3 separate regions of the Mus musculus genome follow, and all the other regions are linked to region 1. Evidence: chromatin contacts called from public HiChIP or PLAC-seq and promoter capture Hi-C data. All regions are on one chromosome and are shown on one strand. The core of a region is the stretch at or near the end of the contact, and the rest is flanking DNA. Distances in the headings are between cores, read along the strand shown.

Evidence for each region. Promoter capture Hi-C pulls out the DNA fragments that hold promoters and counts their contacts. HiChIP or PLAC-seq counts read pairs in DNA pulled down with a chosen protein or histone mark.
Region 2: a contact with region 1 is called in a promoter capture Hi-C map of embryonic stem cells, with 2.7 times the contacts expected there. The contact joins the enhancer-like site here to the promoter of Gucy2e in region 1. A contact is called at or near these places in 19 of 39 promoter capture datasets (the 3T3-L1 cell line, 3T3-L1-derived adipocytes, the C10 cell line and 12 more), 7 of 115 datasets of contacts at active chromatin or transcription factors (embryonic basal ganglia, embryonic forebrain, embryonic stem cells and 2 more) and 3 of 9 other capture datasets (adipose tissue, liver and pancreatic islet).
Region 3: a CTCF HiChIP or PLAC-seq map of CD8 T cells shows a contact between it and region 1, with 5 read pairs. The contact joins the enhancer-like site here to the promoter of Gucy2e in region 1. A contact is called at or near these places in 19 of 39 promoter capture datasets (the 3T3-L1 cell line, 3T3-L1-derived adipocytes, the C10 cell line and 14 more), 1 of 15 datasets of contacts at CTCF or cohesin (CD8 T cells), 1 of 484 Hi-C or Micro-C datasets (bone marrow-derived macrophages), 10 of 115 datasets of contacts at active chromatin or transcription factors (bone marrow-derived macrophages, embryonic basal ganglia, embryonic forebrain and 4 more) and 3 of 9 other capture datasets (adipose tissue, liver and pancreatic islet).

What each region holds. Positions count from the first base shown.
Region 1 is chr11:69,234,347-69,238,709 of GRCm38.p6, reverse strand. It overlaps Gucy2e (guanylate cyclase 2e), which reads left to right and starts at 1,688. Exons shown (of 19, transcript NM_008192.3): 1 at 1,688-1,764; 2 at 2,056-2,794; 3 at 2,888-3,192. The coding sequence starts at 2,065.
Region 2 is chr11:69,466,463-69,470,926 of GRCm38.p6, reverse strand. All of the region lies in intron 39 of Dnah2 (dynein, axonemal, heavy chain 2), which reads left to right. Among named protein-coding and RNA genes, the nearest start is that of Kdm6b, 53 kb to the right of the region's middle. Within about 2 kb of position 1,451, at least 16 of the 459 cell types and tissues checked have an H3K27ac peak or open chromatin away from gene starts, as enhancers often do. A contact at or near this core is called in embryonic stem cells, where this site is marked.
Region 3 is chr11:69,489,487-69,493,995 of GRCm38.p6, reverse strand. It overlaps Dnah2 (dynein, axonemal, heavy chain 2), which reads left to right. Exons shown (of 86, transcript NM_001081330.1): 19 at 691-891; 20 at 1,184-1,340; 21 at 1,702-1,876; 22 at 2,330-2,493. Among named protein-coding and RNA genes, the nearest start is that of Dnah2, 57 kb to the left of the region's middle. Within about 2 kb of position 2,110, at least 16 of the 459 cell types and tissues checked have an H3K27ac peak or open chromatin away from gene starts, as enhancers often do. A contact at or near this core is called in CD8 T cells, where this site is marked.

The DNA.
Region 1 (4,363 bases), core at 439-2,938:
TTTGTTTGTTTTGTTCCAAGACATGACTTCACTATGTAACCAGACTGGCCTCAAAGTCACCACCCTCTTAGCTCCACTTCCTGAGTACCAAGGTTACAGGCTCCCATTGTGCCTGATTGATGCTGATATTCTTGTAGATTTTTTTTTTTGAGACAGGGTTTCTCTGTATAGCCCTGGCTGTCCTGGAACTCACGTTGTAGACCAGGCTGGCCTCGAACTCAGAAATCCACCTGCCTCTGCCTTCCAAGTGCTGGAATTAAAGGCGTGCGCCACCACGCCCAGCTTCTTGTGGAATTTTTGTAATTCTACTTGTTTAAAGTTTTTCCCTAAAGCTTGCATATGAGTTGGAAGGCAGGAGAGAGGGAGGGAGGGAAGAGAGAAATTATGCAGGAGATGAAAGATAACAATTTAATCAAAACTAACCACTGAAGGGGTAAATGAATGTCCTGTGCCTGTAGATAGAATACCTCAGAGCAAGGGGGTACGGAGTGGCTGCAGCAGTCCCAAGCCTGGAGAGACCAGTCAACAGGTCCAGACCTTACTTATTGGCTGGCTCTCAGCACACAGGTGTGGCTCACAACTGTGTGTAACTCCAGCATTCTGATGCCTCTTCTGACCTCCATCGGCCATTGCACACATGTGGTGCACACATACATACATACATACATACATACATACATATACTCAGGCACCCATACATATGTAGAAAATAATTTTTTTTTTGAGACAGGGTCTATGTGTAGCCTTGGCTGTCCTGGAAGTCTCTAGGTATACTTGGCTGACTTCGAACTCATAGAGATCCATCCACCTGCCTCTGCTTCCCTTGTGCTGGGAACAAAGGCTATTACACTCTGCTATAAATATTTTTTTTACAGTTAAAATTGCAGCAATTATATGTTTGCTGTCTATCAACCTATGAACAATAGATGGAGTGACAGTTTATAATTGTGAAAAACTTAACATCTATGATGTTCTTCAAAATTTCCCCCTAGCTTTAGTGTCCACGGATGATTTTTAAAATTAACTCTATTATCTTATTTATCTTTGTCTGTATGTACAGACAGTGCACCACCAGGTGCTTTCTCTCAGAAGCTAGCACTGGATCCTCTGGAATTGGAGTTACAGATGATTGTGAGCCATCATGTGGGTGCTGGGAAATGAACCTGGGTCCTCCGAAGAAAGCAGCAAACGCTCCTAACCATTGAACCTTTATCTCTCCTCCTTCCCACAGATGATTCTTTTCTGAGACGGGGTTTCTCTGTGTAGCCCTGGCTGTCCTGGAACTCACTCTGTAGACCAGGCTGGCCTCGAACTCAGAAATCCGCCTGCCTCTGCCTCCCAAGTGCTGGGATTAAAGGCGTGCGCCACCACGCCCGGCCCCACAGATGATTCTTATCTGATTCCCTTTTTGAAGAGACAGCTGAAAAAGATAAACATTTTATTTTCATATGTAAGTCTGACGTTGAATTCGTGCGCGGTGTGAGGTACAGTCCAGATTCGCTTTCTCTCCCTGTATGATTAGTTAAAGCAACTGTGGCTGTCTAGAAGCAGGGCAGACCCCACTCTACAGAGGAGCTGTAGAGACTCTCAACCTCCATCAGCCCGCCCTGTTCTGCTTGATTAAAAGATCCTAATCGGCTTGGAGGGATTAAGGGCTGCAGCGGGCTGTTCCCACACCCCCCGCCCTGGGCTGGGCTGCCAGGGGAGACCGAAGGGGCATCGATCCTGTGACCCCTTAGCCAAGCCCTAGCCCCGGACTTTCCGGTAAGTAATGAATGACCCACACAGGAACTTCGGTCCTGTATGAAGGCGTGGGAGTATTCCCCACTGAACCCCCAAGACTGCTGAAGAGGAAGGGAGGATAAACAATCTAAGTACAAACAGGCTAAACCAAAAAGACCTTGGGGCGATGAGCTGGGCTGCCATCTAGGGTCCTGGAAGCCAAGACACCCTAGGGGGTTGGGCGGAATTTGAGAAACAGGCTTGAGGGGAGAACCTTACGGGAGTGAGTGCTGAGGGCCCTCAACTCTTATCTTGTTCGCTCTGTGTTCACAGAAGAAGGCAATGAGCGCTTGGCTCCTGCCAGCCGGAGGGCTTCCCGGCGCCGGGTTCTGTGTCCCTGCGCGGCAGTCTCCGTCCAGTTTCTCGCGGGTCCTGCGCTGGCCAAGGCCTGGGCTACCGGGACTCCTGCTACTGCTACTGCTCCCATCTCCTTCTGCCCTCTCTGCTGTGTTCAAAGTGGGGGTGCTGGGCCCCTGGGCTTGCGACCCCATCTTTGCACGGGCCCGACCAGACCTGGCTGCGCGTCTGGCCGCCAACCGCCTGAATCGTGACTTTGCTTTAGACGGCGGCCCCCGGTTCGAGGTTGCGCTGCTCCCAGAGCCCTGCCTGACTCCGGGCTCACTAGGGGCTGTGTCCTCTGCGCTGTCTCGAGTCTCTGGCCTGGTGGGTCCGGTGAACCCCGCAGCCTGTCGGCCAGCCGAACTGTTGGCTCAAGAAGCTGGAGTAGCGCTGGTGCCCTGGGGCTGCCCTGGCACGCGGGCGGCGGGTACTACAGCCCCGGCGGTGACCCCCGCTGCAGATGCTCTCTACGTCCTCCTTAGAGCATTCCGCTGGGCGCGCGTGGCCCTGATCACTGCACCCCAAGACCTGTGGGTGGAGGCGGGACGCGCTCTGTCCACAGCACTCAGGGCCCGGGGTTTGCCAGTTGCCCTAGTGACTTCCATGGAGACTTCAGACCGGTCTGGAGCCCGGGAGGCCCTCGGGAGGATCCGAGATGGGCCTAGAGTTAGAGGTAAGCTCCCCAGTAGAGTGCGGGCAAGGTGGGTGGGTCCTGCCGAGAGTGGACAGCGTAGCGAGCCAGCCTCTGTGTCCGTCCGCTCCGCAGTAGTGATCATGGTGATGCACTCGGTGCTGCTGGGCGGCGAGGAGCAGCGCTACCTACTGGAAGCTGCAGAAGAACTGGCTCTGACTGATGGCTCCCTGGTTTTCCTGCCCTTCGACACGCTTCACTACGCTTTGTCTCCAGGCCCGGAGGCTCTGGCTGCATTTGTCAACAGCTCCCAGCTCCGCAGGGCTCACGATGCGGTGCTCACACTCACGCGCCGCTGTCCTCCTGGAGGCAGCGTGCAAGACAGCCTGCGCAGGGCTCAAGAACACCAGGAACTGCCCCTTGACCTCAACCTGAAGCAGGTAGATAGATTACAAAAAGAGAAGAGGGAGGAGAGCCAGGGAAGTGAGCTGAGAACAGACAAGGAGAGAAGGATGGAACTAGAGGGAAGAGGAAGGTGTAGCCAATGGGCAAGGAGAGGGTGGAGCCAATGGGCAAGGGGAGGGTGGAGCCATGGGCAAGGGGAGGGTGGAGCCAATGGGCAAGGGGAGGGTGGAGTCAATGGGGCGTAAACTGTAGCGGCATCTGAGCTGGAGTTTCCTGGGTGTTGTAGAAGCTCTGGTTTGGCTTAGCCTCTGCCTCCCAAAGTGCTGGGATTAAAGGCATGCGCCACCACTGCCCAGCGTCACAACAGTGTTCTTAACTTTGTGAGGGCCCTAATGTGAAAGAAAGATCCCTAGGTGGAGATGGGGGCTCCAAAGATAAATTTCCAACATCCAAGTAGTAATCAGAATTTCTTGAGTCTCTAGGATCCAAATTCAGACTATCCAATACCATCCCAGTCACAAAGGGAGTCTAGAAGCTACTGAGGTAGAAGGGAAGCTAGATATCAGTAGGAAGAAAATTAGCAATCAAGAGAGTCATATTCATGCCAGGCTTAGTGATATGGGTTTGTAATCCCCCATATACAATAGGCTGAGGCAGGAGGGTGGAAAGCTCAGGCTCTTCCTGAGCTACAGAGTAAACTCTGGTTTACCATGGGCTTGTCTTAAAAAGTCAAGAGATGGTTGTATGCAGCACGTGGGTAGGGAACTTGCCCAGGCTTGGGTAGGCTACTTGCCCAGGCTTGGGCAAGGCCTTAGGTTCAATTTCCCAAAATAAATAAGTAGCCACACCCAGAGTCAAGAGGGACCACCACTGAAAGAAGGTGGGGTGTGGGGTGGAGAGTCATACTGGACTATTCCCCACCAATGCCTCTAGCCTTCTCCAAGAAGGTATTTGGGGTAGAGGAGAAGAAAGCTTGGGAATAATTAATAAAGTAAGGGTAAGATGGGACAGAGAATCTGTCAGTCATGGAGAAATGGGAGGAGCAGAGGTACTTCCATTAGCTGTCATGAAGGGCACAGCCAGCTGACCATGCTGGAGACCCGATTCCCCTCCTGGACCCCACGAACCCAGGCGTGAAGCCCTATTACCTTGACTTCTGAAGGTTGTTCGAATCCACTCATACTCCCCTTCCTCACTGACACTGCC
Region 2 (4,464 bases), core at 202-2,701, 230 kb before region 1:
TGCGACAGAAGTAAGGGACTGGGCACATTGCCATTCACGCCACACGGCAGGAGTCACTCTCGATAGGAGGTGGGGGCTTAGTTAATGTGTGACCCAGAAAAGGTGATGGCAGTGAGACTGACCCCCCTTCCCTCCAGCCTGCACCCCACCGTGCGTGTGCGTGTGCGTGTGCGTGTGCGTGTGCGTGTGTGTGTGTGTGTGTGTGTGTGTGTGTGTAGGGGGTGTGCTGGGGCTGGGCTTGTCCTTGTCTGGCTTGCATACCTATCTGCTTAGGACTTGGTTACCTGCAGGGCCTAGGTTCCCTAACAAAAGAACCCGAACAAACAAGAAAGAGCCTGGTGGAGAAATAGATAGGCCAAGGAGAGGAAATACAAAGCAAACCATCAATGGCCTCTGCTGGGGAGTGGTGGGCATCTCTGCAGACACAGGGACTCTGGGGGTGAGGAGGATAGCCGGTCCCCTCTATGCATTCAGGTCAGCCTGGGCCACCAAGACTCCACCCTGAACAATGATCAGAATTATCCAAGTGAAATTCTAATGAAATGCTATTAAGAAAGGACTATGGCAGACAAAGGGGAGAAGAGATAGGATTTAAAGGAAAATCTAGGTGAGATAACATTCAAACAATTTCAAAAGTCACAGAGAAGAGCATGGAGGGATGAGGTCCTTGCTCACAGCTAAAGGAAATCCCACATAAACGTGGACTAGAACAGTCCTTTAACAGGCTGCCCCTGGGAAATTCTAGATATTGAACAAGAAGACTATTTCAGCTGTTTCCAAGGAGGAAAAGAAAAAAGAGGCAAGAGACTAAAAACAACCACAAACCAGGCTGTTCTGTGTCTCAACAATAATGTTAAGTATGCTAATAATGGAGCAGCCTTCAAAATTCCAGGGGTAAATAATTTCTGACTTCAAATTCTGTCTCATCCAACCTATCTTATAGAAGGCTAGATCAGCTACACTTTCAATTATGCTTATTTCAAACAAACAAAAAGCCTCTAATATGTTCATGAGCCGAGAGAATGTGGCCTCACTAAAGTGTAGGTACAGACTATGAAAAGTTAGCAGAGAAGCAGACACAGGAATACCATTCGTTCAAGAGAAGCTTAAATAAAGCTTCAGGGGTTGGTCAACAGAGAGCCCAAGATGGCAGTCACAGGGTGAGCAGAGAGACAGAAGGCAGTAGGAGGAGATCAAGGCTATCAAGCCTCTTCAGTGCGTGAACCCTTCCTCTATTGATAAATAAAATCCAAAGGCTTCAGGAGTGTGTCTAACAGAGAAATTGATAAGTGATGTGACCATCATTCAGACACTCTTAATTAACTAGCAGAGTTTGGAGTTAGCTTTGTGATAAGGATCTTGAAACCCAGGTAAGCAACAGGCACAGAATCTGTTAGCGCCCTCGGGGCAAACACGCCATCTGGAAGAAAAGTCCCCGCCCTGACGGTAATCCTCGGGAGTGTCTCCTACATGAGACACACCTGAAGCTGAAGGACAAAGGCTTGGGAGTCTCAGGGGAGGAGGTCTGCCAGATCGCTACGCATCCAGAGAGAGCTGGGGAAGCCAAGACAGACAGACAGACAGCACAGCCTTCAAGGCAAAACGCTTTACTGGAAATACAAAGTCACCTCAAGATAAAAAAAAAAAAAAAAAAAAAGGTTCAGATTGTCCAGGAAGATAAAATAGATTGAATTTGGATGTACTTAAGATGCAGACTCAAAAGAACTAAAGCTAAATTGGCTGAGATGTCAGGAGAAATAGATAAACCCATAGAATAGAGGCGGGTTTTAACCTCTTAGTAAGTAAACCAGGCTGACTGAAATTTACGGTCATGGAAGATTTGAACAACACAACGGACAACTTTGAGTTGATTCATAGTTGATTCATAAAGAGCATATAGACACTGAACATGTAAAGGCCATGAGTCTGCCTCAAAAACTTGAAGGCACCCATTCAGCATATGTATTCTGACTACAGTGATAACTACCCTTTTCAGACAAAGCAAGCTTTGCATTTTTATTTATTATTATTATTATTAGTGTGTGTGTGTGTATGTGTGCATGTGAAAGAGTGTGTGTGCATGATCTATGTGTATGGGCATGCCTGCCATAGCACATGTGTGGAGGCTAGAGGGCAGCTTTGTGGAGTTGGCTATGAATGACCAGAGTCAGCACAGGACACAGCAGCAAGACTAAGTTCTCAGCACCACGGGAGATTTATTTGCCCCAGAGGGACAAAGGGCAGGGAATCAGAGACAGATGAGGGTGAGAATGAGGGAGAAGAGAAAAGGAACAAGGGAGAGGGGGAAAGCATAGTTGCTCTGGAAGGACAATGGACTGCCTCTGGATGGAGAGAAGACAGATGCGGCCCCATAGGCAAATGACAGTTTATAAATGGGGGAGAAGAACCCAGTGTTAGGACGAGTTGGTTAATTTTGATTTTGAGGAGTTTGGTTTGGTCAGCACAGCATTCAAGGTGTAGGGGTGTCTCAGATATCTTGCCCAGTATTAGCAGCAGGATGTGGCCTTTTCTTCCAGACTATGCTGAAGCTGGCTGGACCTTGGTGGTCAGCTACCTTTTATATTTACATGGGCTCTGGGGGGGTCAAAACCCCAGATCACCATGCTGGCATAGCAAATGCCCTTGGCCTCGGCACCATCTTGCCATCCCTAAAGCAAACTATAGAAAGATACAACATTAAAAAGTTAAGGAAAGGGGCTGGAGAGATGGCTCAGTGGTTAAAGAGCACTGACTGCTCTTCCAAAGGTCCGAAGTTCAAATCCCAGCAACCACATGGTGGCTCACAACCATCCGTAACAAAATCTGATGCCCTCTTCTGGAGTGTCTGAAGACAGCTACAGTGTACTTACATATAATAAATAAATAAATCTTTTTTAAAAAAAGTTAAGGAAAATATACAGACCCATGTACAGAAAAATATAACAGACAGGCTCGCGCTTGTGATCTCAGTCCACAGGAGGTGAGGCTGGAGGGTAACTGCTATTTTGAAGGAATCCTGGGCTATATAATTGGCTACAGAGTAAGACTGTGTCTCAAAAAAATAAAAATATTGGAGGGGGTGGTGGTGACTCACACCTTTAATCCCATCACTAAGAGGACAGAGGCAGGCAGATCTCTGGGTTTGAGGCCAGCCAGGTCAGAGTGAATTCCAGATATGCCAGGGCTACACAGAGAAACCCTGTCTTGAAAACTAAAAACCAAACCAAACCAAACAAACAATCCTGGATGTAGATTTTTTTTTCTGTTTCTTTCTGGTGAGCAGTTATATGTTATATGTTAGCATTTGAAGGATCTAGTTAAGGAGAAATACAACTTTCTATAATGTAAAAGTATGTTTTGTGGGGGAGGGTTTTGTTTTTGTGGTGTGTGTGTGTTGTTGTTGCTTTTCAAGACAGGGTTCCTCCATGTATCTTTGGATGTCCTGGAACTCACTCTGTAGACCAGACTGGCCTGGAACTGAACTCAGAGTTCCACCTGCCTCTGCCTCCCTAGTGCTGGACCCCTGACTCATCTGAAAGTACTTTTTAAATTAATTCATTTCTGTGTATGTGGGCATTTTCTTTTCACCACCACCAAAGGCCAGAAGAGAAGGTAGACTCCTCTGGAGTTATAAATGGTGGTTGTTGTGTTTATTAAAAGACACAGAGAGAAGGGAATATGTTTTGGTGGAGGTGTAGTCAGGTATGGAGCAAGAGGGTGCCTCCTAGGGCCCATGCTGAGGCATCCCTTCCCCCAGAGGGCCCAGCTACACGATGGTATAGTATAGAATAGAAGTTATTCAGGGCATTGGGGGTGGGGGGAGATGAGAGGGTAGTAGAGGCAGAGAAAGGGAGGGAGGGACAGAAGGAGGGAAGAGGAGGGGAGGAGAGGAGAGGAGAGGAGAGGAGAAGAAGAGAAGAGAAGAGAAGAGAAGAGAAGAGAAGAGAAGAGAGAAGTGAAATAGAGGCTGGCCATGAGCATGTGGAGAGAGAGTGGGGGAAGGAGATGGGGAAAGAGTGAAAAAGGGATGAGGGGACAGAGTGTGAACAAGAAGGCAAGAACAAGAGAGAGGAGTGGGAGCAAGCATCCCCTTTTATAGTGAGTCAGGAACACCTTGCTATTGCCAGGTAACTGGGGTGGAGCTTAGACAAAAAAATGCTAACAGTTGTGAGCTGCTGTGTGGGTTCTGGAAACTAATTCTAGGTCCTTTGCAAGAGCAGTCAATGCTCTCAACTGCTGAGCTATATCACTCAGCTCAGGACAGTGAGATCTTAAAGTATAGTAAAATAATTTTGTTCCCAACTGTATCTCTAGTACTCTAGTACTTGGCATAGTACCATAAAGAGTCAGTAAGTAGTTGTTGAATGATGCTTTAAAAATGTGTAGAACTACATTAGATATTGTACACATGAGGAGGCTGAGTTTCCAAGAAAAACCGACTCAAAATGACAAAATTGAAAGCTA
Region 3 (4,509 bases), core at 861-3,360, 250 kb before region 1:
TGGCAGAGGCAGTAGGAAAAGGATTCATGAAGGAGGCTCCTGCCGAGCTGTGAATTAGTGCTTCATCAGGCGGAGATGGGGACATGGTGGGCACAGGGGAAAACAGCAGAGGCCGAGCGAGGTGCAGGTGGGAGCCCACCAGTGAACAGACCAGTCAAGGAGGCAGACGGAGGGACCTCCATGCAACAGCATGGTCCCCGAGACATCCTAAGGCCACCACCATGTTATGGATGTAGATGGTCAAAGAGTCCCAGGGGAAAAAAAAAACAAAACCAAAAAAAAAAAAACCCTAAAAACATTCGAGGTAAGCCCATCTGTAGTTCCAGCTACACAGGGGGCTGAGGCAGGAGGACCACTTGTGTTCAGGAGTTTGAGTCCAGCCTGGTAAAATGCAAAAGCTCTTATCTCCTAAATGAAGCTCCTGAGGCAACTGAGCAACTGAGTGGGAAGCTGTGGTGCAAGACCAGCCTGGACCAAGGCAACTCTAGGGAGGGGGACGGGGTGCTCAGGCTGAGGCTGCAGTTTTGTCCTGCCCAGCCCTTGGGAGGTGGACACCGCTTGGTGTGGGTGATACCTGGCAACAGAACCAGCTAGGACTGCAGGTTTGAGTGGAAGGAAAAGAGTGGAGCCGTGGTGTTGGGGTCACCCGTGGGGGAGTAAAGCCCGCCTAACAGATGTGTGGCCTCACAGCTACACGGAGGTGGCGAACAATGTGCAGAAGGAAGAGACGGTCCTCAACATCCAGTTCGTGATGCTGGACTGCTCTCACCTCAAGTTCTCGCTGGTGCAGCACTGCAACGAGTGGCAGAACAAGTTCACAACCCTGCTCAAGGAGATGGCAGCTGGGCGCCTTGCGGACCTGCACTCCTACCTCAAGGACAATGCTGAAAAGTAAGGATTGCCTGGGACACACGGGCATGGGGGCATGTGTGAGTGTGTGTGATTTGTGTGTGCAGGTGTGTGCGCATGTGCATGCAGGTGTGTGTGCCTGTGTGTGTGCCTGTATGTGTGCGTGTGTGTGTGCATGTGTGCATGTGCCTCTGTGTGTGTGCATGTGTGTATGTACAGGTATGTGTGTGTATGCACCTGTGCATTTGCCTGTGCGTGTGTGTGCACGCATGTGTGTGCATGCACGTGTCTGGGGATGTGCTTTTTACCTAATCCTTTCTTTCCTGACTTTTAGAATCAGCCACCCTCCCCAGACGCTGGAGGAGCTAGGGGTCAGCCTGCAGCTCATGGACACCCTGCAGCATGACCTACCCAACCTGGAGACTCAGATCCCCCCCATTCACGAGCAGTTTACCATTTTGGAGAAGTATGAGGTGCCAGTTCCGGACACTGTAAGTTCCCGAGGTGTTTGGTCCACCCCAGTCTCAAGCATAAAGCAGTGGTGACAGCCGGTGGAGGACCTTGTCCAGAGAAGTGAGAGAGGTGCAGAACTCCAGAGGACCCAGTCTAACTCAAATGATGCTGCTCCCCATCCGTTGATGACCTTCTTTTAGGCCCCAGCAACTTGAGATTAGTTTCTAGGGGATCGATCACGCACACAGAGCCTATTTATGAAGAGTCGGGCCCAGTGAATGGAGAGTGGGGTGGGGGTGGGGGCCAAGTGTTGCCCAGCATATGTGACGCCCTGGAAGCCTAGTCTCAGTGGGGAGAGGCCTGCTCCATGTGGGTCATCCTCCCTTCTGTTCCTCCCAGGTCCTGGAGATGCTGGAGAGCCTCAATGGGGAGTGGCTCACCTTCCAACAAATCCTGCTGGATAGCGAGCAGATGCTGAAGAAACACAAGGAGAAGTTCAAGACAGGCCTTATCCATGCCGCCGATGACTTCAAGAAGAAGGCACACAACCTTCTAGAAGACTTTGAGTTCAAAGGTTTGCCTTACTCCACCGCTCTCCCTCCTTTAGTCTTGGCTTTGGGCACTCAGCCTTTAAAATGTCTTGGGGAAGGTGAAAACAGACGGGGACATGGCCCGGCACACCAGAAGTCCCGGTGGGCAGCCCAGCGAAGGGAAAAAGCTACTGGGCAATGTGGGATGAGCTCACCAGAGCTGTGGGTTTCTGGTTGGGAGGGCTGGGCCGGAAGTGTTCTTACTTTGACTTCCTGCCCTCCACCTTTGCAGTCCAGATTTGGTGACCTTCCCTAAGACAACCCCACACACTCCCTCCTTCCCTTTCCTCTCTCCTGTGAGGGCAACAGTGGAATTTGCCCACTTAGTTGAGGGAGCCACAGGCTGGCCTTTCAAGAGGCCGTGGACCTGAGCAGGGGGGGGTGGGGGGTGGGGGGGGGGTGGTGGTGTGTCTGAGCCACACCTTGGCTTCCTGCAGGGCCGTTTACCAGCACCGTGGGCCACACGGCTGCACTGGATCAGATCGCACAGATGCGCGCCATGCTGATGGCCATGCGGGACGAGGAGAACAACCTCCGCTCCAATCTGGGCATCTTCAAGATCGAGCAGCCGGTCTCCAAGGACCTCCAGATCCTGGAGAAGGTGCTGGGCTGAGTGGGGCCCCGTAGAAACCAGGGATAAATAACAGGGATAGGACACTTCTCAGGGCCCGGGAATGGCTAGGACCAGGCTGATACGTTAGTTAGCAGCTTTGTGAGTTTTGTTTGTTTTGTTTTTGTTTTTGAGACAGGGTTTCTCTATGTAGTCTGGGCTGTCCTGGAGCTTGCTTTGTGGACCAGGCTGGCTTTAAACTCACAGAAATCCACCTGCCTCTACTTCCCAAGTGCTGGAAGTAAAGTCACAGGCCACCACTGCCCCATGTTTTTGTTTGTTTTTTTTTAAACTGAGATAAAATTCACACACTAGCCCAAGTATTTCCCACAGTTTAGTGGCACCGAGGTTATTCATAGTGCTGTGCAGCTGTCACCTCTGACTCTCATTTCAAAACATTTCCATGGGGTAGCTGAGATCACTGGGTAGCTGAGACCACGGGGTAGCTGAGGTCACAGAGTAGCTGAGATGGCTCAGGTGTTGCTTGCTGTCCAAGCCTAGCTGTAGAGGTAGAGGGCAAAAATGGACTTCATAAGGCTGTGATCTGACTTCCACATGTGCACAGTGACACACATGCACCTGCACACACACACACACACACACACACACACACACACACACACACACCCCACATGGAGTGTAAAGAGTGCTGGCTGCTGTCTTAGTATTCTGTTGCTGTGAAGAGACATCATGACCAGGACAACTCTTATAAAATAAAGCATTTAATTGAGGGCTGGTTACAGTTTCAGAGACTATAGGGAGCATGGCAGCATGCAGACAAACATGGCCCTGGAGAAGTAGCTGAGATTCCTACATCCAGACCCACAACCATCAGAACTTGAGAGAGAGCCCCTGGGCCCACTGAGGCTTGTGAAACCTCAAAGCCCACACTTCCTCCAGCCAGGCCACGCCTCCTCATCCTTCCCAAGTAGTGTCACTTCCTGATGACTAAGCATATGAGCCCATGGGAACCATGCTTGCTTTAACCCCCACATTCCACTCCCTGACGCCCCCCCCCCCCAATTAGGCCTGTAGATAGAGCATAATACAAAAAAATGCATTCAGTCCAACTTCAGAATTTCACATTGTAACAGCCTCAACACTGTTTCAAAATTCCAAAGTTTAAAGCCTCTTTTGAGACTCATGGCAATCTCTAAACTGTAACTCCCAGCAAAATCACAGTCAAAAAGTGGATCACGCCCGGCATGGTGGCACACACCTTTAATCCCAGCACTCGGGAGGCAGAGACAGGCAGATTTCTGAGTTCGAGGCCAGCCTGGTCTACAGAGTGAGTTCCAGGACAGCCAGGGCTACACAGAGAAACCCTGTCTCGAAAAACAAAAAAACAAAAAAAGTGGATCACAGGGTGCTGGAGAGATGGCTTAGCAATTAAGAGCACTGACTGCTCTACCAGAGGTCCTGAGTTCAATTCCCAGCAGCCACATGGTGGCTCACAACCATCTGTAATGGGATCGGATGCCCTCTTCTGGTGTGTCTGAAGACAGCTACGGTGTACTCACATATATAAAATAAATAAATAAATAGATCTTTTTTTTTTTAAAAAGTTGATCACATACTTCCAACATACAGTGGCATAGAATATCCATTTCCATTTCAAAGTGGAGGGAAGGGAGCATGGTGAGGAAATAAGGGACCAAAGGACACCATGCCAGAAAGCCAGCAGGGCCACCTCCATCTCGGCATCTCCATGTCTGATGTCAAAGCGCTCTTCAGATCTCCAACTCCTTTCAGCTTTGTTGGCTGCAGCTCACTTCTCTCTCCTGGACTGCTTCCCTCCCTGTTAGCGGCTTTCCTATGGCTCCGGCATCTCCTGTATCCTGGGGTCTCCAAGACAATCCAGGCTTCACCTTCACAGCTTCACACAGTGCCTCCTCTGGGCCTCCATACAGGGACGCCCTGACACGTGCCTGGCCTCGGTGGCTTTCTTTAGCCCCAGAAGGAGATTCACAACCCCTTTCTTGTATCCTTGATACTAAAGCCAGAACC